2 separate regions of the Mus musculus genome follow, and region 1 is linked to region 2. Evidence: chromatin contacts called from public promoter capture Hi-C data. All regions are on one chromosome and are shown on one strand. Each heading gives the region's core, a stretch centred on a gene start, on an enhancer-like site or on the middle of the called end of the contact. The rest is flanking DNA. Distances are from core to core; before and after follow the strand shown.

Region 1 (5,988 bases), core at 187-2,686, 420 kb before region 2:
GGACCCTTATAAAGCCTGTTACAGTAGCACAGAGGTCTGCAATCACAGCGCGCCCAGCACGGGAAGGGAGGTGAGAACGGAGAAATCCCAGAAACGCTTGGGCCAAATGCCCTGGCAAGCACAGCAGCACTCGAGAGTGTGTGCACGAACCCGCGCGCGCGCGCGCGCGCGCGCACACACACACACACACACACACACACACACACGTGCGTGCGTTTGCATATGTCCCCCCCCCCTTTTTTTTTCTTAAAGAGAGCCCCTTGAGTGGAGAAATCAGATGGGGTCAGATGAAGGATTGCTTCAGCGCTTAGAGAAGTGAGGTGGATAGAATTACTGATGAGGCATGGGGAGTTGAGGGCAGGCACAACTCAGTGAATGGCTTCAGCTCTCTGAAGAATAGGAGAGAGCTTCTCTTAGGATGTGGAACAATGGACTTGGGAGTGTTGAAAACCTAGGGGAGAAAGCAGGCCTTCCGAGAGGAACAGGCTAGAGAGAGGGGCTGCGGGAATGGCTGGAGTATTTGACTTGACTCGTGTGACCTCCTTTGCTTAGATGGCGAGGAAGGCTGGCTGCTACACAAGTCTGGCTGGGGTTGCCCAAATGTGGCCGAATGCTCTGTCTACTACATTTTTTTTTTTTTTAAGATTAGCACACAAAGTTATGAGTTTGCTTATGGCGTTTTCATGCGCACAGGTCGTTATTGTCTGTTTCGATGTCTCCCCCCCCCCCCCGCTCTCTCTGGAACCCCTCCCCCTCCCTACTTTCCTGTCAGATGCATTCCACAACCCCAAGCCTCTCTCATGTTCCTTTTCTGTTTGCATGTTCCCCGACACATGTAGATTCTACACAGGAGAAGAAAAACAGGCAACATTTTTCTCTTTGAATCTGGCCTACTCTATTTAACATAATAATGTCCTCTCTCCATCCTTTCGTTTTCCTGTAAATATTATAATTTGAGGGGCTTTGGTCGTGGGTGTGTGTTTGAGACGGACTCACTCTGTAGGCCAGGCTAGCCTCCAACCATTGCAATTATCCTGTCCCAGCCTTAACAGTGCTGAAATCATTGAACCACCACGCCCAGTTGAGCGCCCAGATTCTGAAAGGCAAGGCAAGGTAAGGCCGGTCCGCGAGCAAAGGCCCTTTGTTATAGCATCCCCGGCCCTTCATACAAACCAATTCCTTTTCACTGAGAGGAGGTCTGAGTCTAGAAGGGGGTTGACTCGTGCACAGCTTTCCTTCTGCCTGAGTAGGTAGCTGCCCGGCTCAGGTGCCCTGTCCTTCACAGGGAGGGGACCTGAAGCCCGCGCCGCTAGGCGGAAGCGCTGCTACCATTGGCCCAGCAGCCGCTGTCACCTGCGCGGAGCCGGGCCCCCAAGCGCAAAGTCCGCTGTCCGAGGCCAGGGAGCTTGCGCCGCAGCGCAGGTGGTCCACGCCCTGGGACCTGCAAGATGCCGCTTGGACTGCGCGGGAAGAAGAAGGCGGCCAAGTCCAAGGAGGCCGCGAGGCTGGTGGAGGGCGAGAGATCCAGTGGCAGCCAGGGTGTCCCCGGACCCCCAGCTCCGGCACGCAAGCTGGTGTTCCACGCACAGCTGGCGCACGGCAGCGCCACGGGCCGAGTGGAGGACTTCTCCAGCATCAGCGAGCTCTACGCCAAGATTGCCGGCGTGTTCGAGATCGCGCCATCCGAGGTAAGCACAGGGGCACAGCCTGTCCTCCAACCAAGCTGGCTGCGCAGCAGTTCCCGAGCTTCAGGTAGCCAGCAGGGTGGGGTCGGTCCCCAGCGCCTCAGGGGAAGAGAGCTTGGTGGTGGAAAGCCCAGTCCTGGGACCGGATGAAACTATCCGCTCAGATCCGGCTTGTGGGTCACTGGGGTCAAGGCGACTGAGTTTTCTTTTGTTAAGGAGTCTGCTGTAGACTTGCTCAGGTCTAGTCTCGCAGGATAGGATGTGCGCCAGCACCTTCCCGGACGCAGATCTGCTGGAACAAATTAATGCCTTCCACAGGACTTGGACTTTACTCTTAGGCTTTCTGTCAGAGAGCTGCACTGGGAGTCTAACCGGTGTTAAATAGGAGGGGGAAAGTGCCTCCCTGGACACACCACAGGGAGGAGGAAAGACCTCTCGGTGGGTACAACGTGAAGCTTCGTTTGCTCTCCACTGGACGCCTCCAGAACGAACCGTTTCGGTGTTAATATGTAAGAAATGTAAAACATGGGCTGTTATTCCAAAGGAAGTAACTCAGAAAATCATAGCAAACTCTCCAACTAGCAAACACAGTTTTCACGGAAGAGCTCAGCTTCATTTTTTCCAAGGTATCTTTGAAAAGAGACCAAGAAACATAAGTAGGTTGATTATTTGATGCCTGAAGCCGGAGTTGCCATAGGTCCTATTTTGGATGCGTTAGTCTATGGGGGTTTTTGTGGGCCCTTTTGTGCTTACTCAAGAGAGCTACCTGCAAATGCAGGTGTGAAATATTTCGGAGCTGCAGCAAAAGACTCGAGCTCAAATTCCTGAACTCATCAGAAAAAACAAAAACAAAAACAAAACAAAACAAAACAAAACAAAACAAAAACGCACAGTGGTAACCCCAGTGCCTAGGGGATGGGCTTGAACCAGCCTAGTCTACTTGGTATGTTTCAGGATTGTGAGAGAACTTGTTTTTAAGAAAAAAAAAAAAAAAAAGCGAACAGAGTCTAAGAAGCAATGCTCAGGACTGTCCGCTGGCTTCTACTAGCAGCTACACACATGGAAATATTTTGTTCATTTTTGTGTGAGTGTAGGTGCTCTTGCCGGGGAACTCGAAATATGGGTGTGCGCATGCGCACACCCTGTCTCTTTAGGCTCTCAGGCTTTTGCTGTGGGCTTTCAGAAGTTGTAGAGAGCAACTTCTTTTGTTTGTTTTTCGAGACAGGGTTTCTCTGTGTAGCCCTGGCTGTCCTGGAACTCACTTTGTAGACCAGGCTGGCCTCGAACTCAGAAATCCGCCTGCCTCTGCCTCCCAAGTGCTGGGATTAAAGGCGTGCGCCACCACTCCCGGCTGAGAGCAACTTCTTGTCAGAGCGTGGCCTACATACATCTGTTCTGCTGTTACATGTCCGGTGTTTTCTTATTTTTTTATTTTTAAATTAGTTGTTTATTAGGTCTGTTTAAATGAAATTGAGGTCAAGGCGAGGTTTCAATAAGAAAAGAGGGTTTTTTTTTTAATTTTTTTTTTTTGAGATTTAAGAAAATTGCTTTATGTGTGGGGGTGTTTTGTTTGCATGTGTCTGTCCAGTCTGATTCTCTAGAACTGGAGTTAGAGGGCTGTCAGCAGCCCTGGGTGCTGGGAATCAAATCAGAGCTGTCTGAAAGACCATTCAGTGCTCCTAACCCTTGATCCATCTCTCCAGCCCCAAGAAAGGAGTTTTTAAAATGCTAGTCTTTGTTCTTTCAGGGTTCCCAGGCTCTAAGGGCAAATCACAAAGTCTTTTTGTTGTGAATTATTTATTTTAGCGTAGGATTGCCATAACACAGTGCTTGTATAGGGATGTTCAACTGAAAAAGTGCTTTCAAATAACACTTGCCTCTCACCTCCCCCGGGTGAGGTAGACGGCAGCTTAACCAGGTGTGATCGACTGTGAATCCAGGCTCCACTGACTCTCAGTAGCTGGGTAGCCTTGGCCGAGGTTGACTTCTTTTTAGCATCAACTACCTACCCGGGTGGAGATAAGGATATCTATCAGCTAGGCGGTCCTTCAGATGGGAGGGGTCTGCATGTAAACCTAACAGGTTACACTGGTGCTCTAAAAACTGTAATTAATACCGTTGATACAGGCCAGTTAAACAAATGGCTGACGTACAAGAGGTTGGGCGTTGACCAAGGTCAGCTTGGGAGGAAAGAAGCGAGGCTGCTATTTGTGCTTGAGTCCTCTGGTTTCCAAGCTAGTGAGAGTGTTAGTGTAACACCGGTGAGCTTTAAACTCTCTCCTGTAACCAGGGACTCCAGACTTAGAGAACTTTCCAGGAGCCCCTTTCCTTATCATGAATACACGACCCTGAGCTAAAGATACATGACTTCATCCAATCTACTTAGTCCCTAAGAAGTATTATTGTGCTCTTGCTTCACAAAGAGGGAACTAGGGCTTTGAGCTTCATATTCGAAATCATACTTTGTCACAGGATATTTGTTCACACTTTGACCCCCAAGATTGTGTTATTTACTGAAAAAAAAAACAAAACAAAACACCTATTTCTAGTTGTGGGGTGGCTCAGCCTTAGCACACACCTTTAATCCCTCTGGCTGGAGTACAGACATTCTCTTAGCACATACCTTTAATCCCAAACAATGAAGGAAAAGTTAGTTTGTAGAAGGAAGCACCTGTGTTTGAAAGCAATGTCTAATTGAGTGGCAGACAAATTGACCAATCAGAGAAAGATCTGACAGACTAGGCTATGCCCAACTCTTGCGAGAAGAGAGGGGAAAGGGCAGCTAGTGAAGAAGCAGTGCGGAGAGAGAGGGAAGGGCTTTACTGGGACAGGTGTACAGAGGCAGTTTGCAGTGAGAACAGCCGAGACCCAGGTGAAGACAGAATGAGCCAGAGAGTGAGTAGAAGCCAGAAGATTACAACAGATTGCCAAAGGTAGTATGAGGCCAAGCAGAGCAATTCAGTCAGAGGCCAAAAGAAGCTAATTTGAATCAGTCAGCTTAGAGAGAAGTATTGAGCTAGACAACTGAGTTGAACGAGCCAGAGTTCAGAAAAAACAAACAAACAAACAAACAAGCAAACAAACAAACAAGAAAGACTGATCTCATTCAGCAGTCTCAGAGGCTGGGAGCATTGTAGGCCTAGATAAGATTGGATGGAGGCTAGAAGCTTTCAGGTCTAGGCCTAGGTTAGCAGACAAGGCAGGAAGCCTGTCTGACAACAGTTAGCACAGGAGAATACAAGTTACATCGTGACACATGGTAAATGGCAGAGCCCACATGTAAGCCCATTGCCCCCTGACTCCACATTCTCCAAAGCTACATTGTTAACTCGTTTTTCCAGTCCTTTAATAGTAGCTTGGAAACTATGTTAAGTGTTTTCAGTTTCGGGTGCATTGACTTGCAAGATAAAATTCCAACATATTAATGAGCATAAGGTGTTTGGATGTGCAAAGCCCATAAGCAAATTTTTATAGCAACAATATGTATATTGGAGTGGTGGTGTGTGTAATCAGCATTAGTTTTCCAGATGGATTTTTAAAACGTTAATAGTGGGTGAGATGGCTCAGTGGATGAAGCTCTTATTGCCAAAGCTGAGTTCTAGCCTCAGAACCTACTTGATGGAAGGAACACAGACTCCTGGAACACACTGCCACCCCTCTCCCAAAAGTGTAAAAAAAAATAAAAATCTTAATTGGTATAATGAGTACAGACAGGCCAGAGTACTGGTTACCTGTTCCTCCTAGGGAAGTTATTGACTGCTGAGGGCTGCTGAGAGAGAAAGAAAGGGAGAGGGAGAGAGGTCTCCAGTGGTATAAACAACACTGGGGAGTCCAGTGGATAGCTCCACACCCAAGTTCATGACCGCAGCCCTAGCTAAACACAGACACACTCAAACTGATATGAAAGTATGCGGGGGAATTGTTGGCATGAGGTGTGGCTTGCAGGGGGCAGGGGCTAGAGGAAGATAAAAGGGCATGGAAGGAGGGTTTGACCAACATTATACACACGTACGAAATCATCAGATAATACAGCTACTCATCACTGGAGAGGGTAAACATCCCAGGAGCTGACACTGAAGTTGCTTAGTGAAATCAAAGACACATCACACAGCTCTCCTGTAACCGCCACACCCATTGCATACCCTCCTTACAGTGTCCTAAGGAAACGACAAACAAAACCAAAAACCTTCAGATGTATTTTAAGGAGCTAAGGATGGCGGGACATACCCATAACCTGAGCACTCTAAAGCTGAGGCACGAGGATCATGAACACAAGTTTGAGGCCAGGCAAGGCTACAGAGCA
Region 2 (5,702 bases), core at 2,487-4,986:
CATTTTCCCCTCATAGCACTGTGCACTTAGTGAAAGAGAAATCTTACTTATTTCAGTTTGACTGACATTTTTTGAAATCTAAGATTTCTAGATACATTATTTAACAAACAGGTACCTGCTATACACAGGTTATTTTCTGTTGGTAAACACGAGTCTTTGAAGAAGTCTTCAAAAAAGGAAGTAATAATTAGCCAGTTTCCTTATTGCTGTGACTGGATATCTGATAAGTAGTATGTAAGAGAGGAAAGGTTTTTGACTTACACTTTTAGAGGGTATAGTTCATCTTGGTGGAGAAAGTATAGTAGACTATGGAGACTATGTCTGGGACTCTTTACTGCAGATCAGAAAGCAGAAATCTCAGGTAGGTTGTTGGGAACTAAAAAAGGAGGGTCCTGGGGAAGACGGGGAAGGGCCGACCCACGCCCCGCTGGAGTTCCACCTATTCTCTGGTCAGTCAGGTGTGGGAGGGCTGCTATCTACCTTCCACTCATCCCCAGGTGGGCATCTAAGCCTCTGACCCACTCTTCGGGGGGTGGCAAAGGGGCAGTCCTACCTGGGATCCCTGGGTTACTTTGCTAAAGCCACCGGGGTTATGGGAGAGAGGGATGAGGGAAGAGGTTCCCAACACTGATGAGAGTGAGCACTTGACTGGAGCAGAGACTCTCTATGGTTTTAGAGCTTTATTATAGAAAGGCAGGGAGAGGAAAGAGGAGAGGAGAGGAGAGCAGAGCAGAGGAGAGGAGAGGAGAGGAGAGGAGAGGAGAGGAGAGGAGAGGAGAGGAGAGGAGAGAGAGGAAAGGCTAGAGAGAAAGAGAGAGTAAGAGGGAGAGAGGAGAGGAGAGGAGAAAGGAGAGGAGAAGACAAAGAGAAAGGAGAGAAGACAGAGAGGAGAGAGGGGGTGAGAGTAAGGGGTAAGAGGTAAGAGAGTAAAAAGTAAGAGAGAGACAAGTAAGAGAGTGAGGTGGGGCTGAACAGCCCTTTTTAAAAGCATGTTGTCTTATCTTATTGTTGCTAGGTAACTGGGGAGGAGTTTAGCCTGAAGGTCAGAAGCTTGGGCCATTGCCTACGTGACTTCTATCCATGCTCTCTTGTGGGGCTTGTTGGGGGTGGTAACTTAGGCAGGAGCCACAGTTCCAGGAGACATTAGAGAATTCCTTCCATCCCATGTAGATGAATTATCACCACAGGGTCCTGGGGTTCAGCATCTCAGTTAGACTGGAGACTAGCCTGTCTGTGCACAGCCCAATTCCTCACAGTAGGTATCAGGGTTGATCTGAATCATAATGCCTACCTCGTCCCATCCCAGATACAGAGACTTTCTTTAGCCAGGTTCCACCTTGTAAAGCTTTAAAACTGGCTCTCTAGAACAGTTCTATCACCTGGGGACTATGACTATTTGCTAGGATCATCAACAAAGCATTCCTTCTTGCTAGCATCCCTTGACCAGAGCTGAGAAAACCAAGAGCCCATACTTCTAGAGGGTTGAGCAACTTGGCCACAAGGCTGTCTCTGCTGGGTATGAGAGCATGTCTGAATTGCTCCCCCCTGAGCAATTCATTGGCTGTTGTAAGAAGCCACCTTTGGATTGCTTGTTAACAATAAATCCCATACTTTGTACTTCTGTTCAACCTTATGGAGATAGAATATCTTCAGTTTTATCCCTCTCTTGTAGCAGTTTCAATATCTAGCACTTTCCAGCTCTTCTGTAGACAGACTAGACTATCTAATCACAATGCTCTCTTCTTTCAGCTACACAGGCCATGCTGCTCAAATTCACAGCTTACCAGGAGGAGTGTCTTTCCCCTTGTGCTAAGTAGAGGAGGCTCTGAAGGAAAGAAGAGCATTTGACACAGGTGACCACATTTTCCTTTCTTAACTAGCTTCTGGGACAACTCACTTTTCTGACTTCTAACTAGTCCCAGGTCTTTTGGGGTAAAGATTTTGAATACAAGGTTTGTTCTATAGAACTGCACTTAGAATTTGCCCTTCACTTTCTGTGTCATTATGTGCATGCTGACAGCTCTCAGGTTACCCTCATTCTGTAGTCTTCAACCTCATACAGTAACCACTTACCCTTTTACTTACAGATTCCAATGGAAGACAGAATACATGGTCCTCTTCGAGAACTTTTCTAATAGTCTCATGTCAATAATCAATAGTCTCTCCGTGCTCAAGTAAAAACAATCCCTTTTTCCACCCCCTCTCCTACCCCAGCTAACCCTCATCTGTCCCACTAGTTATTTCTTTCGGTGTTCTTCTATGCTTGAATAGACCCTGAATCTATTCACTTTCCACTGCATTTGCCTCTAGCATCCTCCAATTGTTCCATTCATCTCCTTCGATGACCTGTGGAAGAAGTAAAACATGATCAGTGTGAGGTTCATCTAAAACTCCTCAGGGAATCATAGGTAAGCAGGAGGCACTGGACTCCTGCCTTCCCTAGCCAGTTTCAGTTCATCTTAGGGGTGAAATATATAGTTGAGCCAACATATAAGGACAGGTTGGGGGATCTTGAGCCTCTGGGGGATGGTGGTTTGGGGTAAGGACTATGCTGGATGAGTGGGAGGACTTCTTCCTGAAGAATTCAGCCAATGAGACATGGGGCGGGGAGGAGAATGCAGTTGGATTCAGCCAATGAGACATGGTGGGGGGGGGAGGAGAATGCAGTTGGATTCAGCCAATGAGACATGGGGGGGGAGGAGAATGCAGTTGGATTCAGCCAATGAGACATGGGGGGGGGTGGAGAATGCAATTGGTTCAGCCAATGAGGCATCCTGGGGGCAGGGAAATGCAGTTGGGAGAATAAATAAAAAGCAGTGTTCTGCATCAAATTCCATTTTTGATTTTTTCCTGAGTTGACACCTGACTTTTCAAGCTCAGAAAATAAACTTCTTTGTGTTTGCTACTCTGGGTCTCCAGCACTCTTTCTTATTTATTTATTTATTTAAAACATTTTTTTTTGTTTTTTTGAGACAGGGTTTCTCTGTATAGCCCTGGCTGTCCTGGAACTCACTTTGTAGACCAGGCTGGCCTCGAACTCAGAAATCCACCTGCCTCTGCCTCCCAAGTGCTGGGATTAAAGGCTTGCGCCACCACTGCCCAGCAGCACTGCCCTGCAGCACTCTTATTTTTAAGAGAAGATCACTGATGTTCAATCCTGCTGACAGGCAGGATACTCCCCATCCCTCTCTGTACTCTTCTTGTTGAGTATATTGCCTATAGTGTACTGTGTTGACCATGTTTGTTTCCCTTCAAATTTAGTGAAATAAAGGCGACATCCTTCTTGTAGCCAGGTGTTATAGAAGGGTGCTTGTGCTCGCCGTAGCAGCCTCTGGAGGGATGCACACTAGTTTGGAATAAAATGATAACAGAGACTAAGCGAAGCTGGTGACTTTAAGATGCATTTCAGAGATTCAATACATAGTTAATTTTGCTTTGCATGTCCATCTACAGCAACTTGTTGAATTTACCTAAGAAGAAGAAGAAGAAGAAGAAGAAGAAGAAGAAGAAGAAGAAGAAGAAGAAGAAGAAGAAGAAGAAGAAGAAGAAGAAGAAGAAGCAAACCCCAGTCCCATGAGAGCCCCTGCTTCCTAAAATTTCCTGACACACTCTTGGACCGACTTTGCTATTTAAAAGCCTACTGAAGTTGGCTCGCTGCCAGCGTGAGTAGGTATACAGAGTTTCAGTTTTCGTTTCCCGAGCAGGATGAGGCAAACAGAGGAAAAGTTTCTCTTCATTTTCTACAGGCTTGGTCACTGAGACAGAAGCTGCCCTCCTCGGTGCCAGCCTCGGTACAGACTCTTCACACAGGTATGCACTACAGCTTTCTTTCCACTTACCTTATTTGCTTGGAAACAGGAGTATTTAAAAGATTGAAAGCAATTATTTAAATGAACATTTTTGTAAAGATTTTCTTGTTACAGGTTTGTCTCTTGTTTGTTAGTTTCCTGGGTTCTATGAGACAATTGGAGTAAATGAGAGCTTTGTGTGTGTCTTTCTAGACTTCCGTGTTTAAAGAGGACTGTGCTCTTTAAGAGGGCTTTTCCACTAGACTGAAGTATGGCCATGAGAACTCGTTTGACATGGCAGCAAGAAAAGTGCCTGCAGAATTATTTTGGAGGAAAACGTTTTTGTCTTCTTTACAAGGCGAGTGTGCAGAAGTTTTCTCATCAGAATTTGCTCTGCACATGTGAGAATCAAGGTCCTACCATGATAGTGGTTTACAGTGAAAAGTGTGTTATTGGCATGTACCTGAAAGAGGGCTTCCAGGGAAAAGATGTTTCTATCACCATTTTTGCACTCCAAGAGACTGGATTTTCACTATGTGCAAAAGGACCAGATTCACCATATTTATTGTTCCATAAAAGAAAAACTAATGATTTCTCTATACTATTAGATGAGAAAGCTGTGATTGTAAGTTCAGCAATCTGTAAAATGCTCCAACTGACTGCTCGCAATAATGTCATACCTATTCAGGAGTGTGAAGCTTTTCGATGTGAAGGTAAGTTTGCTCAGATAAACCTACTGAAGCTCTCCACTACCTGCTTGGTGACATATGACAATGTTAGATGACATATTCCTGAGGGAAGGACATGCTTAAACTCAGGCTCTCAAGTCTGGAGAGATGACCCACAGAACTGACCTGGCAGAAATTACTAAAATTCTATCATGAAATGGGACTACTTACCTATGTATAAACTCCCTAGGATGTCGTCGTTTTGGGTCATGACATGTGCAGCCTTTACTATGACCCCTCCCCCTTTGCCTGTGGTCATTAGTTGTTTTTTGTGAGTTTGACTGTGTTAGATTCCTCACACTTCTGTGATCACATAGAGTAGTTGGCTTTCCTTAGTTAGCCCAGGCAGTTATTAGTTCATTTCAGCTTAAGAGTCAACTCATCACTAATTTGTCCCTGTCTAAGGTTTTACAATTTATATTCTTGGTTTGACTAATCACTCCTGTTTTGGTTATTGTTGCTTTCAGTTTCTTTGGAGACCCAGTTCCTCTGTGTAGCTCTGGCTGCCTGAAACTTGCTCTGTAGACCAGGCTATCCTCAAATTCACAGAGATCCTCTTGCCTTTGTCTCCGAAGTACTGGCTTTAAAGCTGTGGTCCAAGACTGCCTGACTCTTTTATGTTCTTAAGAGATCCTACGGTTTTTGTTTCCATTTTCAAACATTCCTTATTTCCTACCATGATAAAGCCCCAATTATCACAAAGTTGCTGTAAGGTTTTTACACAGTTGATTTAACATAACTATAGTTTTATCTTTCCTCTCAGACACAGGTGCTATTTCAGAGAGTGCTTTTGTATAAACTCAGAAGTTTGCTTTTATTTTTGTATGTGGTATTTATTTCAAGTTTAATTATGTCTTGGTCATTGAATGAAATCTTTATAATGTATGGTTTTGGTAATTTAATGATATTTGCTTGGTTGTTCTACATGTGGCCCCATAGTGAGAATTATTTAGAGATTTGATAGCATTGCTAAACTAATAGTTTCTTGGAGTGACTAGACATTATTATTTTTTTAATCTACTTTTGACTTCTCTTTTGAGCCAGGAATGCATCAATTAAATAGAAGTTCCTATTGACAGCTGGCTTGGACAAAAATTTATGCATATTTTAAAAATTATTTTTATGCATCTCTGCATACTGCATCTTTCTGACCTAATACTACATTTGGGGGAAATATCAGTTGATG

The links. Promoter capture Hi-C pulls out the DNA fragments that hold promoters and counts their contacts.
Region 1: a promoter capture Hi-C map of liver shows a contact between it and region 2. The contact joins the promoter of Gipc2 here to the promoter of Ifi44 in region 2. A contact is called at or near these places in 2 of 39 promoter capture datasets (liver and neural stem cells).

What each region holds. Positions count from the first base shown.
Region 1 is chr3:152,161,348-152,167,335 of GRCm38.p6, reverse strand. Gipc2 (GIPC PDZ domain containing family, member 2) reads left to right here and starts at 1,436. Exons shown (of 6, transcript NM_016867.1): 1 at 1,436-1,688. The coding sequence starts at 1,449.
Region 2 is chr3:151,747,944-151,753,645 of GRCm38.p6, reverse strand. It overlaps Ifi44 (interferon-induced protein 44), which reads left to right and starts at 3,736. Exons shown (of 8, transcript NM_133871.3): 1 at 3,736-3,810; 2 at 4,002-4,501. The coding sequence starts at 4,060.